2 separate regions of the Hordeum vulgare genome follow, and region 1 is linked to region 2. Evidence: chromatin contacts called from public Hi-C data. All regions are on one chromosome and are shown on one strand. The core of a region is the stretch at or near the end of the contact, and the rest is flanking DNA. Distances in the headings are between cores, read along the strand shown. Region 1 holds the start of LOC123448614 (chromatin-remodeling ATPase INO80). Region 2 has its middle 8.1 kb from the start of LOC123448613.

Region 1 (6,558 bases), core at 1,082-3,581, 200 kb before region 2:
AGTACACACTAATACAACAGTATGAAACCAAATATTTCAACAAAAGAAACCAACCTCATATGTATCTCCTTTTTCCAAGACTTTAACATAATGAACCTGCAAACTGCCAGATTCTGAAATAATAGATCTCCGTATCCTCCCAGCTGATCCTTCTGGAATTGCAAAGGGGTCCTCAGTTACTTGAAGTGCAAATTTCTGCATCTTCACCCTTTCCTGGAGTGATTCATGTTGAGGCTGAGGTTCGGCTAATCCACCACGATTAGTAGCCTCAAACTTCCGGTCAGTGCCAAGCATTGCTGACAGGGTGCGCAGATCTAGCATGTCATTCAAGAAATGCTCCTCGACACGTATATCAGAAAAAACAGGCAGATTGAGGGAAGATGCCAACTTATCATAACCCTCTGGAATTAAGTAGCTCACATTATCCCCCATATCCAAAGAGGAAGAATCAAGTGAAGCTACAATCTTATTGAAACCACCATATGCGCTAATAGATCCCATCCCATTGTACTCAGGTGAGGTTTCTACCACACCTAATGCTGCAACATCCTTGAAATCGCTTCTGCATTTCATAACTCTTGTATTGCTATTTTTATGTTTTATCATTTGGGGGGTGTCTGCCCGAGGAGGATCAGAACCAAAAACACCCTCATTAACCTTTGACCTTCTGTACTTTTGAACATGTTCACTCAGCATTGTACGGTAGTACTCCTCAGTTATTTGGTTACTGTGGGCATCTGCTTCCTCATCATCGCTCGCAACACCAAGATGCCTTTTTCGCTTTCGATGCAGCCCATGAGAAGCATCACTCACACCATTGTACTGATCCGACAAGGACTCTTGACCTTAAAGGAAAAGTTGGGTAAGCAACAAGATTCACACAGAAGCATATATGCAACAGAAAAGCCAATGAAAAAGTCCTTCGTAAAGAGCTAATACAACAAGATGGATTTTAGACAATTGCCAGAGAGAGAGAGAGAGAGAGGGAGGGAGAGAGAGACAGAGAGAGAGCTTTGAGCAATAAAATATACTAGTAAAGAGAATGAAGAAAGGAAGAAAGAGTTGAGCTTACCTTGGCTACTCACGCTCCCATTTGGGCTACTATTCCCATAGCGATCAAGATCTTCCGGTAAAGGGACCTTAAAGTTTAGCAATGGCTACAATGTCCAGTAAAAAAACTAACATAAGAATGATAGATCAACAGAACTCAACAAAACAACAGCAATGTAAGAGCAGAAACAAGTTGTCTGCTTCACCAAGTCAAAAACAAAAGGCAGATTCCCCCCTTTTTCTAAAGACAGATGATGTCCACTATTTGTATTTTCCACACTAGATCGCTACCCAAGGCAATACATATTTCAGTTAACCTACACCCACACAGATAAAAAAGCAGACAGCAAAAATACCACTACAGAATCACCAAAATGATAAATGTGTAAGCCCCAATACGCAAATAAAGTAACAAATTCTAATTTGACCGAATGAAATTCCATTGCAAGCCCCAAAATCTAACATTAACAAACTGCAGAAACTTTGAACCCTTTTTTTATAGGGAGCATAAACTTTGAGCCTAATAGCAGAATTCTGCAGCACAAGCTAAGGATAGTTCAGCAAGAAACTAAAGCCAAGAGTCATGTGGAGATCCCAGCAACTAAAAAACTTCAATCGTAACTGAAACATAGCTGACGTATGCAATTGCATCAAAACGATATCCTCCTAATATATAAATGCTAGACAATCTAGGCAAAGGCATAAGCAGCAGAGATGATAAAAGATGACAAGACAAGTGGTAAACCGGACAAGGATAGCACCAGTAACCAGGGAACGGTAGCACAAGGCATCAGGTAATAAGCACGATTGCAACACCATCAACAAATAACCTGCATTAGTTTCAAACTAGCGAGCATCTAAACCTTGAGCCGAAACCGGCAGCGAGAGAAATCCCCGAGTTCAGTGACAAAGAGCTCCACAGACCATCCCCAGCCCCCGATCAGTGATCACGCCGCGCCCCTAGCACAAGGCAAGGCTTGCCACGCAGAGAGGCCTCCAGTCAGGCGAAAAAAGAGAGACAAGAAACGAGCAACTACCTCGAGGTTGAAGAGATTGGAGTAGGAGAAGCCGCTGCCGTTGGCGACGCCGCGCGGGGAAGGGCGGCGCGGGTCCATAGCGAAACCCTAGCTGGCGCCCCCGCGCGCGCGCGTGTGGAGGGACGCTCCGGGGGTGGAGTGGGAACCAAGGCGAGCGCGGGGAGCGGCGAGGATGGCGGTGGGGGCGGGCCGCAACGGCGGGGGAGTCGGCGAGATTAGGGTTAGGGTTTGTGGACGGGAGGAGGGGGGAGGCAGAGGGGACGCGGTGGAGGGGGGGGCGGATGTGGTGGGGGAAGTTAGTAGTAGGAGGCATGGCTTGGCCGAAGGAGAAGAGAGAGAAACAAAGGGTGTGCGAGGAGAAGGGAGGGTAGCAGGGAAAGCGAAACGGGACGGGAGTGCTAAGGGGTAGTACTAGATGACCCGTTGCGTCCGTCATGTAAAAAACTAGCGAGCCAAGTATTCAAACCGTGCAAATGTGATTCTTTAGGGTATGTTTGGTTTCAAATAAGGATGCGTTCCGAGTCCCTCCGCTCCACGACTCCGTGCCGGAGGGGAGTGGCAGTCAGTTAAAATTTGCAGAACTGGTAAAAGGACGCTCCGTCCGCTCCACTCCGTGGAGGGCCGTCGAACAGGCGCTAAGTCACTAATTTATAAGTTGAAAAGTGCAAAAAATGACTTATTTTATCAAACAGACTCAACTTATAAGTCACCCTAACTTATAAGTCATAAGCCGATATTTAGTCCGTTGGGGTTGGCCCGGCTGACATCCAGCTGTTATAATTAGATCGACGTTTGTGTCCAACAAGGCCACGACCCATAAACGATGCAGAAAAAAACATTTTAAAATATAAAAAACATTAGTTAAACATTTAATGTCGGCCTTTGGAAGGCCGACGATGGTCCATATTACATTAAATGTAAAATCTAATAAACTAAAAAACGAAGAGGCACGCTGTCCTAAGCGTCCTCCTCGTCGTCGTCGTCGGGGCCGATGAGGTCGACGAGCCTCGGCGCCGAACCAGCCAGGGGAAGGTCGTCTCCCAGGCGGCGGCGGCGGCGTCCGCCGGTGGTTGCACCGGCGCGCACTGGGCAGCACGTCGCTCCTCCTCCTCAGCTTCGGCCTCGCGCTCCATCAGCTCGATCCGTCGGGCCTATGTGCCCTCCTTCGACTCCCGTCGATGCCGTCAGTGCTCCATGTAGGGCGTTGTTGGGGAACGTTGCATGGGAAACAAAAAAAATTCCTACGCACACGAAGACCTATCATGGTGATGTCCATCTACGAGAGGAGATTTGCATCTACGTACACTTGTAGATCGCATAGCAGGAAGCGTTAAGAAACGCGGTTGATGTAGTGAAACGTCCTCACGTCCCTCGATCCGTCCCGCGAACCGTCCCATGAACCGTCCCGCGATCCATCCCACAATCCGCTCCGATCTAGTGCCGAACGGACGGCACCCCCGCGTTCAGCACACGTACAGCTCGACGATGATCTCAGCCTTCTTGATCCAGCAAGCAAGACGGAGAAATAGATGAGTTCTCCGGCAGCGTGACGGCGCTCCGGTGGTGGTGAAGGATCTACTCATGCAGGGCTCCGTCCGAGTTCCGCAGAAATACGAGCTAGAGGTAAAACTATGGTGTCTAGATCTGACATGCACGTGGCAAAAGTTGTCTCAAATCAGCCCTAAATCACCACTATGTATAGGAGGGAGGGGGAGGAGGCTTTCCTTGAGGGCCAGGCCCTCAAGGGTGCGCCCGCTAGGGAGGAGGAGGAATCCTACTCCAATCCTTGTCCAACTAGGATTGTAAAGTGGAGTCCTTCTCTTCCTTCCCACATTTCCTTTTTTTCTTTGGTTTTTCTTTCTTGGCGCATAGGTCCCTTTGGGTTGTCCCACCAGTCCGCTAAGGGTTGGTGCGCCACCCCTAGGGCCTTTGGGCTTCCCCCGGTTGGGTTGCCCCCCTCCCGGTGAACATCTGAAACCCATTTATCATTCTTGGTACAATCCCGGTAATGCCCGAAAACCTTCCGACAACCAAATGAAGTCATCCTATATATCAATCTTCGTCTTCGGACCATTCCGGAAACCCTCGTGACGTCTGTGATCTCATCTGGGACTCCAAAAAACATTCGGTAACCACACATATAACCCAACTATACTAAAATATCGCCGAACCTTAAGTGTGCAGACCCTGCGGGTTCGAGAACTATGTAGACATGCCCCGAGGTACTCCTCGGTCAATATCCAATAACGGGACCTGGATGCCCATATTGGATCCTACATATTCTCCGAAGATCTTATCGGTTGAACCTCAGTGTCAAGGACTCATATAATCCCGTATGTCATTCCCTTTGTCCATCTGTATGTTACTTGCCCGAGATTCGATCGTCGGTATCCGCATACCTATTTCAATCTCGTTACCGGCAAGTCTCTTTACTCATTCCGTAATACAAGATCTCGTGACTTATACTTAGTCATATTGCTTGCAAGGCTTGTGTGTGATGTTGTATTACCGAGTGGGCCCCGAGATACCTCTCCGTCACACGGAGTGACAAATCCTAGTCTTGATCCATACTAACTCAACGGACACCTTCGGAGATACCTGTAGAGCACCTTTATAGTCACCCAGTTACGTCGTGACGTTTGATGCACACAAGGTATTCCTTCGGTGTCAGTGAGTTATATGATCTCATGGTCATAGGAACAAATACTTGACACGCAGAAAACAATAGCAATAAAACGACACAATCAATATACCACATTCATAGTTTGGGTCTAGTCCATCACTTGATTTTCCTAATGATGTGATCCAGTTATCGAGCAACAACACTTTGCACATAGTCAGAAAACCTTGACTATCCTTCATCAACAGGCTAGCCAACTAGAGGCTTGCTAGGGACATTGTTTTATCTATTTATCCACACATGTATTTATGTTTTCGTTCAATACAATTATAGCATGGATAATAAACGATTATCTTTAAACAGGAAATATAATAATAACTATTTATCATTGCCTCTAGGGCATATTTCCAACAGTCTCCCACTTGCACTAGAGTCAATAATCTAGTCCTCACATCGCCATGCGATTTACATTGTAACAAATCGAACACCCATACAGTTCTAGTGTTGATCATGTTTTGCCCGTGGAAGAGGTTTAGTCAGCGGGTCTGCTACATTCAGATCCGTGTGCACTTTGCAAATATTCACGTACTCTCCTTCGATGTAGTCGCGGATGAGGTTGAAGCGTCGTTTGATGTGTCTGGTCTTCTTGTGAAACCTTGGTTCCTTTGCTAAGGCAATGGCACCAGTGTTGTCACATAACAGAGTTAATGGATCTAGTGCGCTTGGCACAACTCCAAGATCTGTCATGAACTGCTTCATCCAGACAACCTCTTTGCTGCCTCCGAGGCAGCCATGTACTCCGCTTCACATGTAGAATCTGCTATGACGCTCTGTTTGGAACTGCACCAGCTTACTTCACCCCCATTAAGAATAAATACGTATCCGGTTTGCGACTTAGAGTCATCCGGATCGGTGTCAAAACTTGCGTCGACGTAACCCTTTACGACAAGCTCTTTGTCACCTCCATAAACGAGAAACATTTCCTTAGTCCTTTTTAGGTACTTTAGAATATTCTTGACCGTCGTCCAGTGATCCACTCCTGGATTACTCTTAAACCTAGCTGACTGTAACGACCAAGATACGGTCCTTTCCGATCTGGGGATCGAGGCCCCGAATTGGAAAGGAGCGCATCTAAGCGTCTCGCAAACAGGTAACACAGCACATACATAATAATAATAATAATAAATAGACAATCAGGGGTTCAATTGCCTTCTCATAAATATATCAGAGTACATCATGCATACAATCAAAGTAGTTCCGCTACGGACTACAAAACAAGAGAAAATGGCTATGCTACCCTGCCTGCTGGCCCACGATCACGACCACGCCTCATTCTTCTAGATAGTTCACGTACAGGCGGTCGGTCTCCTCATCGTACTGCCACGCCAGCTGCGTGCCGTCGGGATCACCTGTCTCTGGGGTACCTGAACCTGTTGGTATTGTGGAGGAATCCGTGAGCCACGGGGACTCAACAATCTAAGACCTTGGTGCCAGAACTAGTCAAGTTATTAGGTTGGATAGGGTAGAGTGTTTAAGTTGCAGTCTCCTAAGCTTGATATGGTGGCTAACTTACGTAGAACATTTATGAAGGTGGACTATACTATCGGTCGAGAATACTTGATCACTAAGTGATCCTGAACACCTACCTACGTCAATCATAACCCCACCGTGTTCCCGATCGAAGAGAGATCTTCGAGGGGACAGTCACGGTTACGCACACAGTTGGCAATTTTATTAGCTTATGTTTAAGTTATCTATTACCGGATGTTAACAAAATATTCCAAGTTGCCACATAACCGCGGGCACGGCTTTCCGAAAGATTAAACCCTGCAGGGGTGCTCCAACTAGTCC
Region 2 (5,899 bases), core at 1,683-4,182:
ACCACAACTAGGTATGAGAGGGTTTGGTTTCAAGTCCATAGATCACACGTCAAACTAATGCTTTCAGCAGTCTTAAGTTGGTTTTTAAGGATTTCTTTCTCGAAAAGATACAACTTCATGCATTTAGCTCTAATTTTCTTTCTACCAATCAACTTGTAGGAAGCATTCATATACCTCATCAGGATATTGAACCATGCACGCTCTACCATCCTAAAGGGATATCCACGCACAATTATCATCATTGATATGATCTTAACGACTTCGGCATGATCGTATTCATGGTTAACTATAAGAGATGCACCTGGCTCTTCAGGATCAAAATTGATTGTACCTTGACGTTGTTGTCTTCCCTTCTTGTTTAGATAGACTGAACAAACATATTTATGCCTATTGACACTGGTAGTTTGACCCCGAGGAGTATAAGCAAACAATTTTACACAATGCAAGCACTTTGCCTTTGTAGCAACCGCACCTGGCCTCCTCTTACTTACATCCTTCACCTCCTTGAAATTCTACCAACATTCTGAATGCTTAAATCTCATTCTCTACACCTTCACCTTAGTACCATCCACTCCCGCCTTTTTCCTTTTCCCTCGTGTATTTGCCCTCTCTTTGCCATTGACCTATAATTCTGTGTAATTTCAATTGTCGCTTGAACCGAGAGAAGGTGTAACGACTAAGATGCGAAACTATCCTCATTTTGGGGTGAGACCTCAAAAGGGGAAAGAAGCACATCTAAGCATTTCGCAAGCAGGATAAACATTGCAATACATAATAGATGGAAGAGTAATAAGATTTGGCTTACACTCGCGACAAGCTAAATTACACATCCACACACTCATACATTATTCAAATGGAAAACAGAGTCCGACTACGGACAAGATAAACAACAAAAGCTAATGCTATTCTGCGTTGCTAGGCCCACGGTCATGACCAAGTGGCTCTAGTCCTTGGGATACGTCACGTACAACCTGACACTGTCCTCGTCAAACTCCCACTTGAGTTGGTTATCCTCGGAAGCATCTGTGTCTGGGGTACCTGTACCTGTGGGTGGTTGTAGTAATCTGTGAGCCACAGGGACTCAACAATCTCATGACCTTAGTATCGAATCTAACCAAGTCATTAGGTGAGGATGGGGTATGTGTTTGAGTTTTGCAGCAACCTAAGCATTTATGGTGGCTAACTTACGTCGAACAAGAAGTACATATATGTTGGTCTATGCAAGATGTTCGTTAGCTAAGAATAATCACTAAGTGATCCTGAACACCTACCTATGTCAGTCATGACCCCACCATGTTCTCGATTAGAGAAGGAACTCTGAAGGAGACAGTCACGGTTACGCACACAGTTGACAGGTTTTTGTTAAGTTAATTTAAGTTATCTAGCATCGGATGTTAACAAAATATCCATGATTACTACATAATTGCGGGCATGGCTTTCCAAAAGATTTAACCCAGCAGGGGTGCTCCAATCAATCCATCACAAATTACCACAGTCCGCATAGAAATCCACGATCACGATACTCGCGACCTCGTCAGATTCCTTAGTGGAAAACCTCAACTCTGAGAAGACCCAAAGTCTCACCGGAATCCCAATGCACAAGATATATGGTTAAGGTAAGACAAGTCCAGCAAGACGTCCCAACGTGTCGACGAACCCGATAGGAGCCGTGTATCTCGTTCCCACGGCACGACGGATGGAAAAGCCTGCGGGGAAAACCAGTCCTCTAGTTTCCTCGCTGTGGCCCCGTAGTCTGCCCGTTTTGGACCAACACTCATGAGGAGCACCATCCCGGGTTGTGGTTTAAGTCTCCTTGGGGTAGCTATTCGCTATGCTTTATTATTAAGTTATTACCAAATTAACACCAAAGTTGGGTCTTGCCAGACAAGCCTTGACACTAAATGATTTACCAAGGGGGTCCCCATAACAACCCCGAACGCGTTAGGAGCACTCAATTATGGAATAAAATACCGGTAGCCGAAACTAAGACGGCAAAAGTGGAACAAATCACCCGACAAAAGGCCAGGCCTTCTGCCCTTAACCAAGTATATAGGTGCATTAATTAAATAACATTTAAAGTAAGATGATAAACAAATTGGCCATGTTATCACATGGGCCATCTTGCTCCTACAACTAGCAATGCTAATGAAATGGCTGAGCAAGCCTAACTTAGCCAAACAATATTTTCTAGGAGGGGAAGTGTTGGAGGTTTCATGACAATGTTTGATGGCCTATATATCAGGTGGTAGGCAGCGGAAAACAATGATAGAAATGAATCAACTATGTATAACAAAGCTAGAAACGGTGTCAAGGTCACGATCATCTTGCGTGTGAAATCTTCAGAGTGGGACTGCTCCTGATCTTCCTTAATGAACTCACCAGACTCCTCGAACTCGTTTCCCGCACCCGATGCTACCCAAAGAAATAAAAAGCAAATAAACACCAACAAATGATAATGCAACAGACAATATGATGCATGAATGGCACACACTTCAAAGCACACACTAAAATAATCCTACTCAAATGACAATGTGCCACCTCATCACAAATGGCACTTTTGGAGAGTTGCTCAAAAATGAAATCCAGTGACACCATTGGATTCCTTGGGTTCTTCTACCCCAAATCCGTATATCATACTGATATACTTGCATGCATAAAAACACCACAAAACTGAAAAGGAATTCTACCCAGAATCATAAAAACACCACAAGCTAAAGAGGGAAAAAATTCCCAAAATTTAAAAGGGCTGCACCAGGGGTCGAACCTTGGATCTCTTGCGCTGCGGGTGGCTCTAATGCCACTGCGGTATGCTGCTTTTACTGCCCCATCAGAGGAAACACACAAGGTATTATCACTGCAGCTTCTACAACGAGGAAGAAAAAAACCCAGATATAATAAAAGGGGGCGCTGGGATCGAAACCACGATCTCTTGGTCATCGCGCAAAGTCTGAGCCGGTCGGGTTAGCGAGGGGAGTGTGCACAGAGAGGGATCTCCCCCGAGATGATAAGCAAAGGGGCACCTTCTTTGTTTAATAGAGAGGCGCCACCGATGCTGCTGCTCGCCGGAGCAACAACTAGCGCATGCACATGCTACTCGTGGGGTTCCTACGCATGATCTAATCTATGAGCTACAGAGGGGAGAGGTTCACAGGCCCTGCACACACATATGCACGCGCAAGCAGCAGCATGCTGTGGCTACTTCAACCTGCCGGTGCAACTCCGGCAGGCATCGAGCTCATCTAGCTATGACATGGCTAACAGAGAGGGGGCGGAGGAGAGAGGGGCTGCGTCTCACCTAGGGGTAGAGAAGAAGATCCGGTGCAGGAGAGGAGGGAGGTCGACGAGCCGGAGTGGAAGAAGCTCACTCGAGGGAGTGGAAGAAGCCGTCGTCGGGGACGTCATGGAAGAAGCTCTCGACGCCGGATCTTCGCGAAAATGGAACGCCACCATGCACCTCGTTCTTGTGGTTCATACGGGGGACAAAGGGGTCGCCGCTACCTATGTCGGTGTCGAGCTCGAGTAGGAAGCAACCATGGCGTCGGGGTCGATGTGCAGGTGGCCTTGATGGAGCGAGGGGGGAAGGAGGAGGGAAAATGGGGCGCTAGGGCATGGAGAGGGGGAGGAGGATCTTTATAGCTCGCACGCCGAGGTAGAGAGCCGTCGATCATGGGGAAAAGATCGATCGGTGGCTCTCCATGGTTCGTACGACGCTGACGCCGAGAGGTGGGAGAAGAGTCGCGTTGGTGGGCTCTGGGCTGTAACTAACACACTTGGGCCTCTCTCTCTCTCTCCGGTTGAAAAGCTTTTTCCAAAATCAAATAGAACAGGTTCAAATAAATGTGCGATCTAGAAGAAAAAGAGTTTTAACAAAATAAAAATACCTTTGTTCTTCTGAAATGTTACCACTATTTATAAAAATAAGTAGGGCATTTTAGAAGAACAAAAATAAAATCATTTTATATAACACGGGGCTCTGTTTTAAATAAAACCAAAGGATAATAAATTCAAAGAAAAGGGTGTTGCACCCCACAATTAATATGAAGAACTTTTGAAGAGGAGGAACATTTTTATTGAGGCAAAATAGAAACTTTTAAATCTACATCAATTATCATTGGAAAGGAGGGATTAAAAGGTATGGTGCAACAAGGGTTTTTTGAAGGGACTCTTGTTGCACCCACTCACATTGCAGATACCCAATCACATCCACACATTTCACTCACACACATACCAAGATGTAAGACAACAACAAAAGAGAAGAACAAAAGAAGAGATGATATGCATGATGCCATGATGTCACATAAAATGAAGACACAAACTTAAACTCTTTATTCAAATCCAACATGTCAACATAGGAAGGTTTCCATACAAGGGAAGATAATAGCATGAGAGTGTGAGACAAACAATCTTACTGCTCCCGATCCAACACCGATGACGTCAGCATCGGAGCATGTCGGTGACGTCACCTTCTCTGCTCTTCGATGCCTTCGTACGTGCGCTTGCTGATGAGGAGGAGGTGGCTTTGCTGCCGCAGAAGGAGACTCTCGTGATGCTGAATTGGAGGACGACCTCGTCTTCCTCACCAGCTTTCGGGCCTTAGACTCCATGCTTGTAGTCTCTCCTATAGGCTATGGTCGCTCCCAACGTTCCATGGGAGGCAGATGGAGATGGAGAAGCCGCGGAGGGACGGAGGCGGGCCAAATTCGAAGTCAAGTGACACCAGCCGCCAAAATAGAGACCGGTCGATCTAGCTGCCGCCCTACTCGCGTGGTCAAAGACCTAGACCTAGCTTTCTCCATCTCTATTCTCTAAGAAGTCTTCTCGTCTCCTTCTCTGGTCTGGGATCTTCCTAAGGGCATGTACAATGGTGGCATATGGATATAGATGTCCCATGATAAAAAGTAGCTTGAGGCATTTATATTGACTTTTTCTCTGCAATGCAAGCTACCATCAGGGTGCCTCATCAAAGAATAAAAAATAAAGACTCTAAGACTCATGCATCTCTACTTTCCGTTCTAACTTTTCATCTTTTTACACCGGACCTCACCTTTTCTTTTCAAACACCTGCCTCCTGCATAGGATCCCGCTTCCTTATTTGAACCTACTTTTTATGACACCCGATCCTACATGACATACGGGGCATCACCGTGAGTCTATGCATTGTACATGCCCTAAGTAGTGTGGGGTAGGGCTATTAAGGATACTGATCAGATTCCCACGAGGGCGAGGTGGGTTGTGGTTTGTGTGGTTGTGGGCTGGGATGTGGCATGTATGTGCATCTGAAACTTAACGAGCCAAATGAGCTACTTGTGATACTCGTGATCTAGCTCATTAAGCTCATTTATATTAACGATCTAAGATTGATGTTCAACTTGGCTCATTAACTAACGAGCATGAGCCTTAACAAGTCGAGTTTCCGGCGCTCCTTAAACTCATGAGTAACAAGCTTTTCGTCCAGCCTACTCGTGAGTTCTGAATTCGAGAGAGGACTCGATGGGGTTGTGCTTGAAGCGTAAGTAGGTGTTCAGGATCACTTTTTGATCATTATTAGTTCACGTATGTTTATGCGTAAATCACCCCTCTTGTTCTTGTACTCGTAAGTTAGCCACTCAAATAAATGCTTAGTTCTAGTTGCAGCCTCACCACTTAAGCATATCATGATACCTATGGAAATGAGATTTCTAAGTCCATGTGGCTCACAGATTACTACAACAATAGTTGGAGGTACATGTAAAGTGATACTTTGACGTGAGCGCGATGATTGTTCTATTTGGAGTTTCTTCTTCTTCATCATCATCGAGCATAGGATGGGTTCCAGACCGGCAACCTAGGATAGCAAGGATGAACATCGTTTTGTTGTTTGATTTCGTCCGTAGTCTGACCCTACTCTTCTACATGGTGA

What was found. A called contact is a pair of places that touch in the nucleus more often than the background predicts.
Region 1: a Hi-C map of leaf shows a contact between it and region 2, with 4 times the contacts expected there. The contact joins the promoter of LOC123448614 here to the enhancer-like site in region 2. A contact is called at or near these places in 2 of 6 Hi-C or Micro-C datasets (leaf and seedling) and 1 of 1 datasets of contacts at active chromatin or transcription factors (embryo).

The regions. Positions count from the first base shown.
Region 1 is chr4H:356,527,524-356,534,081 of MorexV3_pseudomolecules_assembly, reverse strand. LOC123448614 (chromatin-remodeling ATPase INO80) reads right to left here and starts at 2,331. Exons shown (of 22, transcript XM_045125567.1): 1 at 2,088-2,331; 2 at 1,073-1,157; 3 at 55-845. The coding sequence starts at 2,165.
Region 2 is chr4H:356,333,499-356,339,397 of MorexV3_pseudomolecules_assembly, reverse strand. No RefSeq gene overlaps it. Among protein-coding and RNA genes, the nearest start is that of LOC123448613, 8.1 kb to the left of the region's middle. Within about 2 kb of position 2,932, at least 2 of the 3 cell types and tissues checked have open chromatin away from gene starts, as enhancers often do. A contact at or near this core is called in leaf and seedling, where this site is marked.